Regions from separate parts of the Oryctolagus cuniculus genome. Here region 1 is linked to region 2. Evidence: chromatin contacts called from public Micro-C data. All regions are on one chromosome and are shown on one strand. Each heading gives the region's core, a stretch centred on a gene start, on an enhancer-like site or on the middle of the called end of the contact. The rest is flanking DNA. Distances are from core to core; before and after follow the strand shown. Region 1 overlaps LOC127490509 (a long non-coding RNA gene). Region 2 holds the start of KLF4 (KLF transcription factor 4).

Region 1 (6,670 bases), core at 268-2,767, 1.0 Mb before region 2:
TTGCAAGGGTACTTCAAAAAACGTATAAAAGGATAAAATTAAAAGATAAATTTGGATTCTTTTTTAAATAAAGAAGTTCCATTATTTATTTGAAAAGCAAAGTAACAGAGAAAGAGAGAGAAAGAGCTTATAATTCCATTTGCATCCCCAAATGGTCATAATGGCCAGGGGTGGGGCCAGGCCAAAACCAGGGTATCAGGGACCCAAGTACTTGTACCATTATCCATTGCTTTCCCAGTTGCATTGTCAGGGAGTTGGACCCAAAGTGGAGCAGCTGGGACTCAAACTGGCACTTTGACATGGGATTCTGGTGTTGTAGGTAGCGGCTTAACCACTATACCACAATGCTGGTGTCAAAAGATAAGTTTATTTGAATGCAATAAATGTTTGAAATTCATGCATGTCCTTTTTATAATATGAATTTCCTCAAACTTTTTGAGTACTTATTGAGAATATGTGTATATTTTTAAAAACTAAAACTGTATTATTTATTTTTATTTTATTTGTAAAGGGGGTTTGGAGAAAGATCCTCCATCACTGGCTCACTCCCCACATGCCAGCAACCAGTCAGGGTAGGGCTGGGCCAAAACTAGGAGCCAAGAACTCAATCCAGGCTTCTCAGCAGTAGGGATGTAAAATTGGAAGCAGAGCCAGGACTCAATGGATGTTTGCAACCAATTTGCACATTAGAGATGTCATTAATATAAAAATTTGCTGGCAATGTGGAGGGCTGAATTATTCTCTCCATCTTCCAAATGAGTAAAATGAAGCATGAGGAATGGAATCACATGTCTAAAGTCACGTGACTGGCACAGTGCTGATCCGGGCTCACATGCAGATTTCTGAATCTGATTCTCAGTTTTGGTGTGGGTCCACTTCCACCTTGGACTCTCTGTCCAAATAAACCTAAGAACTTGTAGATACCAGGGGAGGAGAAATCATGCAACACTTTGCAATGAAAGAGCGAATAATGATTCATCTTGGTGTTTTGGCATCGTGTGGAAATCTGCTACAGCTGGTACACAATGCATCTTAAGGATACACCTCCCAGAAAGGGCACAGCCACCACTAGATGGCAGTATATGAACATTAACAGGGTAAATGGCGCCTGCTTTTGATTTTGAAGAATGCCCTGGGATTGCCATGGTGAAAACCTTGGCAAGGACATCCCACTGAAACTAACCTTCCAAGAACAATGAATTTGGAGATCTGTTGTAACTTTGGGCTCCAGCCCAAGGAGGCATGGCCATGCTTTGGTTCAATGAGAAGCTGGACAGTCGTTCTCAATTCCACCTGTGTGTAAGGATCACCTGCTATTCTGATTCACTTGGTTCAGAGTGAGACCCAGCTGTCTATGTTTTTTTTTTTATCATTCTGTTCTGTGCTCCCTGTGTTGCTAATCTATGCTAGATGGAGACTGCCTGTCCTTCATTGCAAGAACTCACTGCAAAGCAGTTCAAGGTGGCCTCCTGAGGACATTCCAGGCAGTGAGTAGGCTACTAAGGCTGCAGAAATAGATAAGAGATTAAGCTATGGGGTCTATTCTCAGCCACAGTCCCAAGGGAGCTGAGATCTGAAATCCTAAACAGGATCCAAGTGTGTTGTGACATGTTCATACAGCCCAGTGCCTGCTCTGCCCTGTATGGCCTTGAGTAAGTCACTTTCCTGCTCTAAGAAATTCTTTCCCTTGGCCTGGCATTAGCCCAGTCCTTCAGTTAGGATGGAGGACTACTGTATCCATGAAGTCGGATACTTCCCATTTGCCAATGACAGCATTTTAAAGCACTGCAGAGCAAGTTAGTTGTGGATGTTAGAGCCTTTAAAAACACCCACAAATTCCACATGCTTGAGTTCCAGGTATGTGCTCCAGAGCAGCAGTGGTTGGGGATAGCAAACCACAAAGAACCCCCATTTCTGCCCCCATCTCTGTGTCCCAGCTTTAACACACTGTTGGAATTTCCCCATACACTAGGAAGACCTCCAGGTGGTTGCATCATGGCCTCTCCCTTTCATGGGGGAAATGGGGTTGATGATGCACATTCAGGACCTGGGAAGAAGCAACAGGGCTAGCCTGTGAGTCCTGATCTGTGGCGTATGCTTAGGAAAGACTTGAAGAGCACAGACCAGATCTTACTCATCTTAACTCATTTTAATATCTGGCACAGGGCCTCATGCAGAGTAGGTGTGAGCAAATGTTTGTTGAATTAAGGTTTCTGTAGCTTGAAGTATTTAACTATGTCAAACCAACATTAAAGATCCAGAAATCTGCAACAGAAATAGCTTTGTTGCTATTTGTGTCTTATTGACACAGAAATTTATGAAATAGATCATGTTTCCCTCTTTGCACTTGTTGCCAGGTAGCTCTGATAAATTAGTGAGCAGACCACCTGTAGGAAATCACTAAGAAAGATCCTACCTTACACAGATGTGATTATACAAAGGCTAATTTCATTTTTCCCCTCAAGATTGATGTTTATTATGCTGAATTATTATTTCAAATTATCTCAAATTGTCTTTGGAACAAGGCATGGGCAACATTAAATCTAGGCAATGTCTGAGATGATTCTAACGTAAAATATTTATTATGTGAATGAATGGCATTTTTATATAAATTGTAAGATTGAATTCAATGCTTAAATCAACCTAGCAGTCAACTGGAAGGTCACAAACTGTCAAAACAAATAGGGTAGGTTGGAAGATTATCTTGGGACACAGACCCAGAAAATCAGAACGGCATGCCCGAAATCACAAAAATTCAGTGGCTCTAAAATAACCCTATTTCTTTTTTTCTCTCACACAGATTTACTTAACTGTGCTTTCCCTGTCTTTGAAAACACATCTTTTAATCTGAGAGAGATAACTACTTACAAATAGCATTCAAAAAATGAAATATAAAAAGAGACATAGTCATCCAGTTATCTCCAGGTAAAACAGTATGAAATAAGATAGTCGTGTCACCTTTGTTGGATGGAATTGATCATTTTGATAGTTCAGTTTATTATTTTTCCTTATAACCACATCAGTGACAGCTCATTCGCCAACCCATGTTGTGTTTCCTTTGTAAAATTCCCAAGGAAAAAAAGTTAGGGAATGCTGGTAGCCCCGTTCGGCATGCAGTCCACAGCCTCCTGGGAGGCTGGGAAGGGCTAGTTTCTCTGACAGTGTTTATCCTGGACTGAAGCCAGCTGGCCCATGGGCTTGACGAATGAGCCGCTTGGTCCTTTCAAACATCTTCATTCTAAAATGTGGTCAAGGGCGAATGGAGGCAGCTGGACTGTGATGGCAATTTCTCTTCCATGCATGTATTCCATGTTCCTGTGCATAGCAAAAGAAGGCATGATCCCAGGTTGCAGCCTCCTCTGTGTACTTCTCCAGCATTTTCCTAACCACTGCCCTTACACGCTACCATTTTTACTACTCTGTATCCACAGTGGGAGTCTCTGGCCAGCATGTGACCTTTAGATTGAAGACTCTGTAATCAAAAGAGGTCCTTATTCATTATCCTTTGTGCATTTTAATAGGCATGGGTTGATGCATATGATTTGCTCTAGAGCCAAATTCACAACCACTTCTGGTCAATCAATTTTTGTGGTATTCTGTCAATTGCAGGCTCTTATTACCAAGACACATTAGTTTTAAGATAATTATGTCCTGAAATTTTCTTTTTTTTTAATTCCATAAATGAACCACAGACCCTTTATTACTGCACATGGCTATAGCAAATGTGTTACCTCCATGCCTTTCTTTCTATTTCCCCCTCTAGCTAGCATACCTTTTCCTTTTAACAAGACTGAGAACTTGAGCTAAAATGACATAATGTCCACGAAAGCTCCAAGAAGTAATTTATTGCCCTCCTTCCTGGGCTCTCTCTGAGGACCCACAGCAACATGCTATTACCATTATGGTGCTGTGTGTCTGCTAGTCCCAGTGGGCTGGGAGCTTACCCAAGGACAAGGTTCTAGTAGGTGCTCAAATCCACTCATCCCATGGTTGAATCATTGCGGTTGCTGCTGTTGCCTTACTCAGATTTCTTGCCATACTTATGAGGAGCGGACTCTGCAGAAATCCTGGCCAGCAAGAAATCTGATGTGCTAGTCAGAGCAGCTCACCTGTTGGCTCACTAGTGTGAATGTGATGTGATGATCACACAGCCCAAAGGTCTGGGCATTGTTCACAGGTACAGAGGTGTCTTCTGAGTCATGGCTGGCCAGCTATTGCCCAAGTCTCAGTCTGAGGATGGAGGAGACCCAATTCTTGCATTCAATTTCTTCTGAAGACTTTAGCTGCTGGCTTTGACTCCTGGCCTTAGTCTTCTGCAGAGTTTCTGGGTTTGTTGGTCTTTTTCTCCTTTTGAGATAGAATTGCTAAAATAAATATCCATGGGAGAGGAGAGTTTGTTTTCTCAGAGTCTTATTTAATCTGGGATGAGACTGAATTTTCAGGTGCAGCTCAGGTCTGCTGGGTAAAGCCCAGCTCTTTCTCTGGTTAGCAGTGTTGTAGATGCATAACTTGTCACTATGAAGGAGATAAAACTATCTGGGGTGCTTTTCTATAGCTGGGGAGTTAGAGAAGTTAGAGAATAGTTAGTATCTGCTTGTTTTTATTTTGATGGGATAAAAAGAATAGAGATGAATCTATTCAAAAAAATGCCCTTGGCATCCCAACATTGGTGTTGGAACTCCATTGGCCTTGAAGCTTTGGGCTCTTGAAAATTCAATGATGTTTTCCACCTCTTCTCTTCATCCTACTCTTTGTGTCTGTTATGAAGATCATTGCACTAAGTTGTATCTTCCAGCTCCCTCCTGCTTGAATTATCCCATTGAAGAAGTTCTCCAGGGCCTAGTATTGTGGCATAGTTGGCAAAGTCACTGCCTGTGATGCTGGCATCCCATATGGGCTGTGGTTGAAGTCCCGGCTGCTCTACTTCTGATCCAGCACCCTGAAAATGACCTGGGGAAAGCAGCAGAGGATGGCCCGAGTGTTTGGCCTCCTGACACTGATGTGGGAGACCTGTAAGGAGCTTCCTGGCTCCTGGTTTCATCCTGACCCACCCTGGCCATTATGGCCATCTCTTTTTCTGTGTTTGTATCTCTGTCTCTCCCTGTCTCTCTGTAACTCTGACTTTTACATAAATAAATATTTAAATAAATAAATGAAGTCTTTTAAAAAAGAAGTTTTCCAAATAAATTTGGATGCTTTCTTTGACATGAAACTACCAACTCCCTCTCCTCCCATACTGTTTGGTACAGCATTGTCAGCAGAATCTCTCTCCTAATATTTCAGTTGTACCTGTTATGGTAGAACCCACAGATCCTTCAGCCTCTACTGAATCACCTGTGCTTTCAGTCATTCACCTTTAAAGCTTTCCTTCAAAAGCACCACTTAAGAACTTTTGTCACTAGAGCCACTCTTCCTAGAATACCTTCTAGTTTGTCCCTCTGGAGATGTGTGTAGACCAGATGAAGAAGGAGGGCTTATGGCCAACTCAAGAAAGTACTTGTCAACAACCAAAAGTAATGGAGAAATTTAGATATTGAATGAATTCATGAAAATTTCAGAGGAATCATTTCCTGACTCATATCTCATCGTGACATTCACATTTTCCCATCTGCTCCCATTTCTCTCTGCTTTAGTTCTGGTCTCATCTTCCTTTATCCAAATTCTGAGAAGACTGCTCAGCTCAGCCCAGTCAGGCTTCTTCGATTTCTCTTGTTCTCTCCTGTCTTAATCTTGGTTCATTATTATTGGAACAGGAGGAAGGATGAGGAAGAAGGAAAGGATGCAGACACATCACTTTTAAAGAAAATCTTTGTTCTGCATGGGTTTAGAATTGATTAGAGTGAATGAATGCAAGCAAAGCCTGATTGACGGAAAGCAGAGCAAATCTATCTGTCCCCCCTTCTAGTGATGGAGCTTCAGATCCCATTCATCTTTTGGGAACACTGACTCAGCTGGTGTCTCCCACTATGTGTCTCGTGAACTCAAGATCCCTAGAGAACTTACCCAGGATGTAGAGTTGGACACAGAGTCTATCGAATCCGTGGGTTCCTGGTTGAGCTTTCTGGTAAAGGTATAAAGGGAAAAGAAGAAAAACTTAGATTATTGTAGTTTTATTTGGTTAAATTAGAGGTCACCTTGCTTGTAAGTGAGAGATCACTCCTTTGTTTAATGTTTTTATCCTCTTTGTGTGGGGCTGGAGGGTAGAATGACTGGTGTCTTCTCACCCCTCCTGCCCTACCCAGTGTGATTGCTGGGACTACTGTAGTTCCCAGAAGTCATTTGTGAGGTTAAGGTTGGCACTTCCCTGTCTGTCCTCATCCCACTCCAATGGGGCCAACTGCTCCTGATGCTCAGGGTGTGGAGCTAGACCTGAGAGTCTTCTTAGAAGCCCTATGAGCTTCTCCTTTACCAGGTGATGGACTGGCCAGTGATTTTCTCAGTTGTTCCAGTCTGCCTTATGTATGACAGAAATTCCTGGTTTATTTGATTAGGACCACCATTTTTTAGACATTTTATTATTTTTTAAAATGCCTTTGGTCATTTTAACAGGAATTTGGGAGTGAAGAGTATCAAATATAATGTGAATTAAATTTGTGAATGGACATCTTGAACAAGAAACTTAATACAGTTAAATATCAACCACAGTGAGACAGGGTGAGAAGGAATGATA
Region 2 (5,889 bases), core at 1,077-3,576:
ATCTAGACATTTCCCTTTGTGATGCAATCAGGACTAACCAGCTCGTGGCCGGCCACGGGGACACACTGGCTTCTCCCCTTCGGAAAGCTGTTTGGGACGTACAAGTTCAACTGTCTCCACTGAGTTTCAGAATCTTGTCTAGATTGTATGACATAATAATAGGGGCTCTCCAATTCATCTGGGCAATATTTTTTCATTGTGGCGGTTACGGTGAGGTGTTCACACACACAAACACACACACACACACACACACACACACCCCAGGGAAGGGCCACTGCCTTAACTAAATAAAAGTAGAAAGCATCTGGTGGGGAATCCCAAGGTTGACAGCTGCCAATCAAGGACTCACACAAATATACCAGGGTTTAGGGATCTTGGCCTTAATGCAAAAGTGAGTTAACTTTTCCACGCAACCCTCAAGTCCTCGCATCCCAAGACGGTTTCCCATCTCAACGAAAGGGACACAGGCAGGAGGAGCAGGTGTGTTCCCGCGTTGGTTTCTCGGTGTGAAAAGGGCATCGTGTTCGGACTTAAGGTCCCCAGGCCCTGCCCCCCGAGGCGGCGTTGGACCCCTCCGTGCCACCGTAGGCCTGGCCCGGGGGTTTCCCGTCCAAACCCGGCGAGAGGATGCAAGTCAAAGTTAAAGGCGCCCAGCGCCCTGGCTCCGAACGGGCGTCCTGGCGCTGGCAGACTGAGGCCAGTCGATTCATTCGGGGCGCGCTGCATTCCACGAATGCTTCTGTGGTCGGCGAGGAGTGGAAAAATCAGGGCTAACAAATACGCCGAGGAAACCTAATAGGTACCAGAGTCGCGCGATTCAAACAAACAGGTGACAACGACAAAAAAGTATGAGGCCACCGGAGCTTCAGGAGGGCGGACACGCGGCTCCGGGGCGCAAACAGCGACCCCTTCGCCCAGCCCCCTCCCCCGGCGGGGAGCGCGGCGTGGACCGGCCCGGGGGCTCGGCGGAGGGGTGGGCGGAGCCGGCCCCGCGCGCCGCGGTCCAAAGTAAACAGCTCGCAAGCCTACGTTTAGCGAGTGATACCGAACACCACGCTCACGTTTAAAAAAAAAAAAAAAAAAGAAGAAGACTGTTTGCAGAGATGAGGGCGAAAACATTTCCCGGCTGGAAAATTACTGATCACACACTCGGGGGAACGGGGGTGGGGAGGCGGCCGGATCCGACCGCGGGAACGATCGCCGCTTCCCCGCCACTCCGCGGCGGGCACGCACGGCTCGTCCCGGGGCCGGCGCACGCCTCCCGGGAGCCAGGTCCCCCAGCGGCGGCCGCTTTCCCCATGGCTGAGTCCCCTTCGCCCATTTCGGGTGGGCTCGACCTGCCCGGAGCCCGAGCCGAAGAGCGCAGATGTGGCTCGTGACCTTTGCCTCGCCATGTCACCTCTCTATGACTCAGTTTTCTCATCCTTAAAGTGGGCAGCAGAGTGCGTGGCTTGTCGAGTGCTTCGAGACGCCTGGCGAGAAGGTGTCTCCGCGTTCACAGCCCCCATCCCTCACTCCCATCCCCAAATCTCTAGCCCTTTCACTCTTTTTCCGCCTCCGGGAACGATGCACGCCGTAACTCCGGCCCCCCATTCCAGTCTCTTTTCACCGGTATTCCAAGCGCAAGCCTCTGCTCCGGCCTTCTGGGGCTCCCAGTCCCCGGCCACACGGCGCAGGGCACCCGCCGCCCCTCCAAGCGCGTCCCCACCCCACCCCCACCCGGCAGGAGGCGGCGCGCGGACCGTGAGCTGCCAGGCCCAAGCCAGCACCGGCGCGCTGCGGGCCGGGCGCCCAGCTCCTGCGTGCGTAGGGGCGAGAGGGAGGGCTGGGATGAGTCACGCGGATAATCGCGCTCTTCTGAGCGCGCAGACAGCGCGGCGAGCGCCGACCCGACCTGGGGTGGGGGCGCCCCCTGCCTCCCTCCCCTCCACCAGCCTCCGCCAGCGCGCGCCTCGAACTCAGCAGCCCGACTAGGGCGGCGCGGAGGGTCCCAGTCTCGCAACGACCGGACCTGCGCCGCGGTCCCAGCGCCCCGCGCCGGGTCGACGCCGCCACCGCCGCCGGCGTCAGCGCGGCTCCAGCCCGCCAGCTGCCGGGCTGGCGTCACGGCCCGGCCCGGCCCCGCCCGCGCCCCTCCCTCGCCCCCGCCCCCACGTGCGCCGAGTTTGTTTATTTAGCTGCCATGGCAACGCGCGGGGGGGCGGGGAGAAGAAAGGGAGGGGCGGGGCCTGACGACGGAGCCTGGCGCGCGGCGGGGAGGAGGCGGGGAGGTGGTAGCCGAGGAGTTATAAGTAAGACGCGCGCGGCGGCCGCCGGCAGTTCCCCGGCCCGGGAGAGCGAGCGCGGCTGCGGGCGCGCGGGGAGCAGAGGCGGTGGCGGGCGGCGGCGGCACCGGGAGCCGCCGAGTCGCCCCTCCCCGCCCCTCCGGCCCCCCACCCACCCACCCGCCCGCGGCCCGCGCCCATGGCCGCGCGCGCCCGGTGCAGCCCCCAGGACTCCGCGCCCTGCGCCGCCGCCCAGCCCGCAGCTCCGCGCCACCGCGGCCATTCTCACCTGGCGGCGCCGCCCGCCCACCGCCCCGGCCACAGCCCCTGCGCCCACGGCGACAGCCGCAGCGACAGCGGCGGGGGACGCTGCTGAGTCGACGAGAGGGCAGCCTGGCCACCGGACCTACGTACTCGCCTTGCTGATGGTCTATTTTTATATAAGAGTTTACAACTTTTCTAAGAACTTTTGTATACAAAGGAACTTTTTTTAAAAAGAAACGTCTTCAATTTATATTTAATCGGAAGAAGAAGCATCTCGGGCAATTCGGGGTTTTTGGTTTTAGCTTCGTTTCTAAGGTTTACCCCCACCCTTCGCTGGCTTTGGGTTTCGGGTACCCTCACTGCTTCGGGCTCCCGAGGACCGTCTGGGCCCCCACATTAATGAGGTAAGAGGCGCGGGACGCTGGGGGCAGGGAGGGGTGAGGGCCGGTGGGCCGCCAGCCGCGAGTGGCCCCTGACTCCTGCCTCCGTGGGCGCCCCGCCCGGCCCGCAGGCAGCCACCTGGCGAGTCTGACATGGCTGTCAGCGACGCGCTACTCCCGTCCTTCTCCACGTTCGCGTCTGGCCCAGCGGGAAGGGAGAAGACACTGCGTCCGGCAGGTGCCCCGAATAACGTGAGTGCCGCCGCGAGCCGACCGCAGCGCCCGGGCTGGGGGCGGGCGGAGCCCTGGGGTCACCTAGAGCCACCGGGCGAGGGGAAGGAGTGGCCACCACGCACCGACTGCGCTGCGATGCCGGGATGGCTTCAGCGCCCTTGGCCGGGGTGTCTGTGCGTGTGGTCCCGGCACCGCGGAGCCGCCAGGGGCGCACGGCGGGCCCTCACATGTCCCAGGGCGCGCAGGCGGTAGGGTGGGCGCGCGCGCGAGGTGGCTGAGTCCCTAGACGCCGGCTGAGCGAGCCCGAAGGAGCTCAGAGCGTGGGCGGCCCCGTGGCGAAGGCGCATAGGGAGAGCCTCGGTGTCCTAGTTCTGGGGGTGGCGGGAGAGTCCCTGGGATCGGGCGCTCGCTCGCTCTCGCTCGATCGGACAGACACATACCCCGTCCCCCGACCCAGGTGTGGGCTGGGGTTGCAGCGCTGGCACCCGGAGTCCCCGGGGAGCCCTATCTACGCCTGCCCAGTACCGGGGCCTGGGCGGCGCTGGTGCGCTTGGGGCACCAGAGCGTCAGGACCGTGGGTGACAAGAGGGGACCGCCACTGACGAGCTCTCCTCCCCTCCCCGTCCCCACAGCGCTGGCGGGAGGAGCTCTCCCACATGAAGCGACTCCCCCCGGTGCTTCCCGGCCGCCCCTACGACCTGGCGGCGGCGACTGTGGCCACAGACCTGGAGAGCGGCGGAGCCGGCGCGGCTTGCGGCGGTAGCAACCCGGCACTCCTGCCCCGGAGGGAGACCGAGGAGTTCAACGACCTCCTGGACCTAGATTTTATTCTGTCCAACTCGCTGTCCCATCAGGAGTCGGTGGCCGCCACCGTGTCCTCGTCGGCGTCTGCCTCTTCCTCGTCCTCCCCGTCGAACAGCGGCCCTGCCAGCGCGCCCTCCACCTGCAGCTTCAGCTACCCGATCCGCGCCGGCGGCGACCCGGGCGTGGCGCCGGGCGGCGCGGGCGGCGGCCTGCTCTATGGCCGGGAGTCTGCGCCCCCTCCCACGGCTCCCTTCAACCTGGCGGACATCAACGACGTGAGCCCGACCGGCGGCTTCGTGGCCGAGCTCCTGCGGCCCGAATTGGACCCGGTGTACATCCCGCCGCAGCAGCCGCAGCCGCCAGGTGGCGGGCTGATGGGCAAGTTCGTGTTGAAGGCGTCGCTGAGCGCGCCCGGCAGCGAGTACGGCAGCCCGTCGGTCATCAGTGTTAGCAAAGGCAGCCCCGACGGCAGCCACCCGGTGGTGGTGGCGCCCTTCAGCGGCGGGCCGCCGCGCCTGTGCCCCAAGATCAAGCAGGAGGCTGTCTCCTCGTGCACCGTCGGTCGGCCCCTGGAGGCGCACTTGGGCGCCGGACCCCCTCTCAGCAACGGCCACCGGCCGACCGCACACGACTTCCCCCTGGGGCGGCAGCTCCCCAGCAGGACTACCCCGACCCTGGGTCCCGAGGAACTGCTGAGCAGCAGGGACTGTCACCCTGCCCTGTCGCTTCCCCCGGGCTTCCATCCCCACCCCGGGCCCAACTACCCGCCCTTCCTGCCGGAGCAGATGCAGCCGCAGGTGCCGCCGCTCCATTACCAAGGTCAGTGTCGGGGCTGGGGAGCCGCGCGCGCGGGCGCGTGTGCCGGCCCTCCGGGGCGCACGGGACGGTGCTGACCCCGCCTTCTTCACCTTCCCCCAGAGCTCATGCCACCGGGTTCCTGCTTGCCGGAGGAGCCCAAGCCAAAGAGAGGCAGGAGGTCGTGGCCGCGGAAAAGGACAGCCACCCACACTTGCGATTACGCGGGCTGCGGCAAAACCTACACAAAGAGTTCTCATCTCAAGGCCCACCTGCGGACCCACACAGGTAGGGGGGCGGAAGACGCGGAAAATCCTCTTAAAAGTGTCCTCGTCGTCCTGACTGGGTCCGATGGCCAACCTCCGACACTTTTATTAGGGCTCCCTGGGCGGCCAGCCCAGCCTGCCTCCTTTCCCCGCAGTCCAGGGAGAGCAGAGCAGACTGGCGCCTACTTTTTTGCCCAGGAGCCCTGTGCTGAGGGATGGTATCTGTATTTGAATGTGCAATTTTGTTAGGCTTTTAAAAGGCTGGGAGAGTCTAAAGGCAGTATGTGGGCCGGTGTTAGCTCCCGCAAAGCCTTGCCCTTGTAATCAAGAAATTATACTTTGTGAAAGCGCGGTGGCTTCTTTTAAATCAGTTTTCAAATCTCGCATGTAGCTTTTGGGGATTCACCCTTCCTTTATGCTGTTTAGTTCTACTCTTGGTCACGATTAAATAATTAATTCCAAGACCTCAGTAATGTTTGTCATTGCTGGGAGCTTCTGCGAGCTTCTGCTTTAAGATGGTCCCTTAATCTCCAAGTCCATACATGAGGTCTTTCAGCCTTTATGAAAAGGACAGGGGGAAAAAACAAAGCCACCTGTGGCCTTTCAGATAAGATCTCACACCGTTGGGTTTGGGCAGGAGACATCACCAATCATTTTCCAAATTTCATTTCCACCACTGATAATCTTGGCTCAAAAAAAAAAAAAATGAAAGCATTAGCCATTGGAGAACACAAGAGCAAATGCATAAGACGCGGTGTATTATTGCTGCTTATGACCAGAAATTGGACACGGCCTTCCAGTGGCATAGCGACCCAAGTTCCTGGATGCTTTTCCGAGTGGGGGGCAGGTGGGGAGATGGTTTCCTATCGGGCCTCCGGTTTT

What was found. A called contact is a pair of places that touch in the nucleus more often than the background predicts.
Region 1: a contact with region 2 is called in a Micro-C map of ear pinna, with 5 times the contacts expected there. The contact joins the enhancer-like site here to the promoter of KLF4 in region 2. A contact is called at or near these places in 6 of 6 Hi-C or Micro-C datasets (ear pinna, embryonic fibroblasts, liver and 3 more).

What each region holds. Positions count from the first base shown.
Region 1 is chr1:212,224,513-212,231,182 of mOryCun1.1, reverse strand. The region is part of intron 3 of LOC127490509 (a long non-coding RNA gene); the gene reads left to right. Among named protein-coding and RNA genes, the nearest start is that of ACTL7B, 330 kb to the left of the region's middle. Within about 2 kb of position 1,517, at least 1 of the 8 cell types and tissues checked has an H3K27ac peak or open chromatin away from gene starts, as enhancers often do. A contact at or near this core is called in ear pinna, where this site is marked.
Region 2 is chr1:211,196,403-211,202,291 of mOryCun1.1, reverse strand. KLF4 (KLF transcription factor 4) reads left to right here and starts at 2,326. Exons shown (of 5, transcript XM_051855992.2): 1 at 2,326-2,932; 2 at 3,040-3,160; 3 at 3,775-4,765; 4 at 4,865-5,029. The coding sequence starts at 2,928.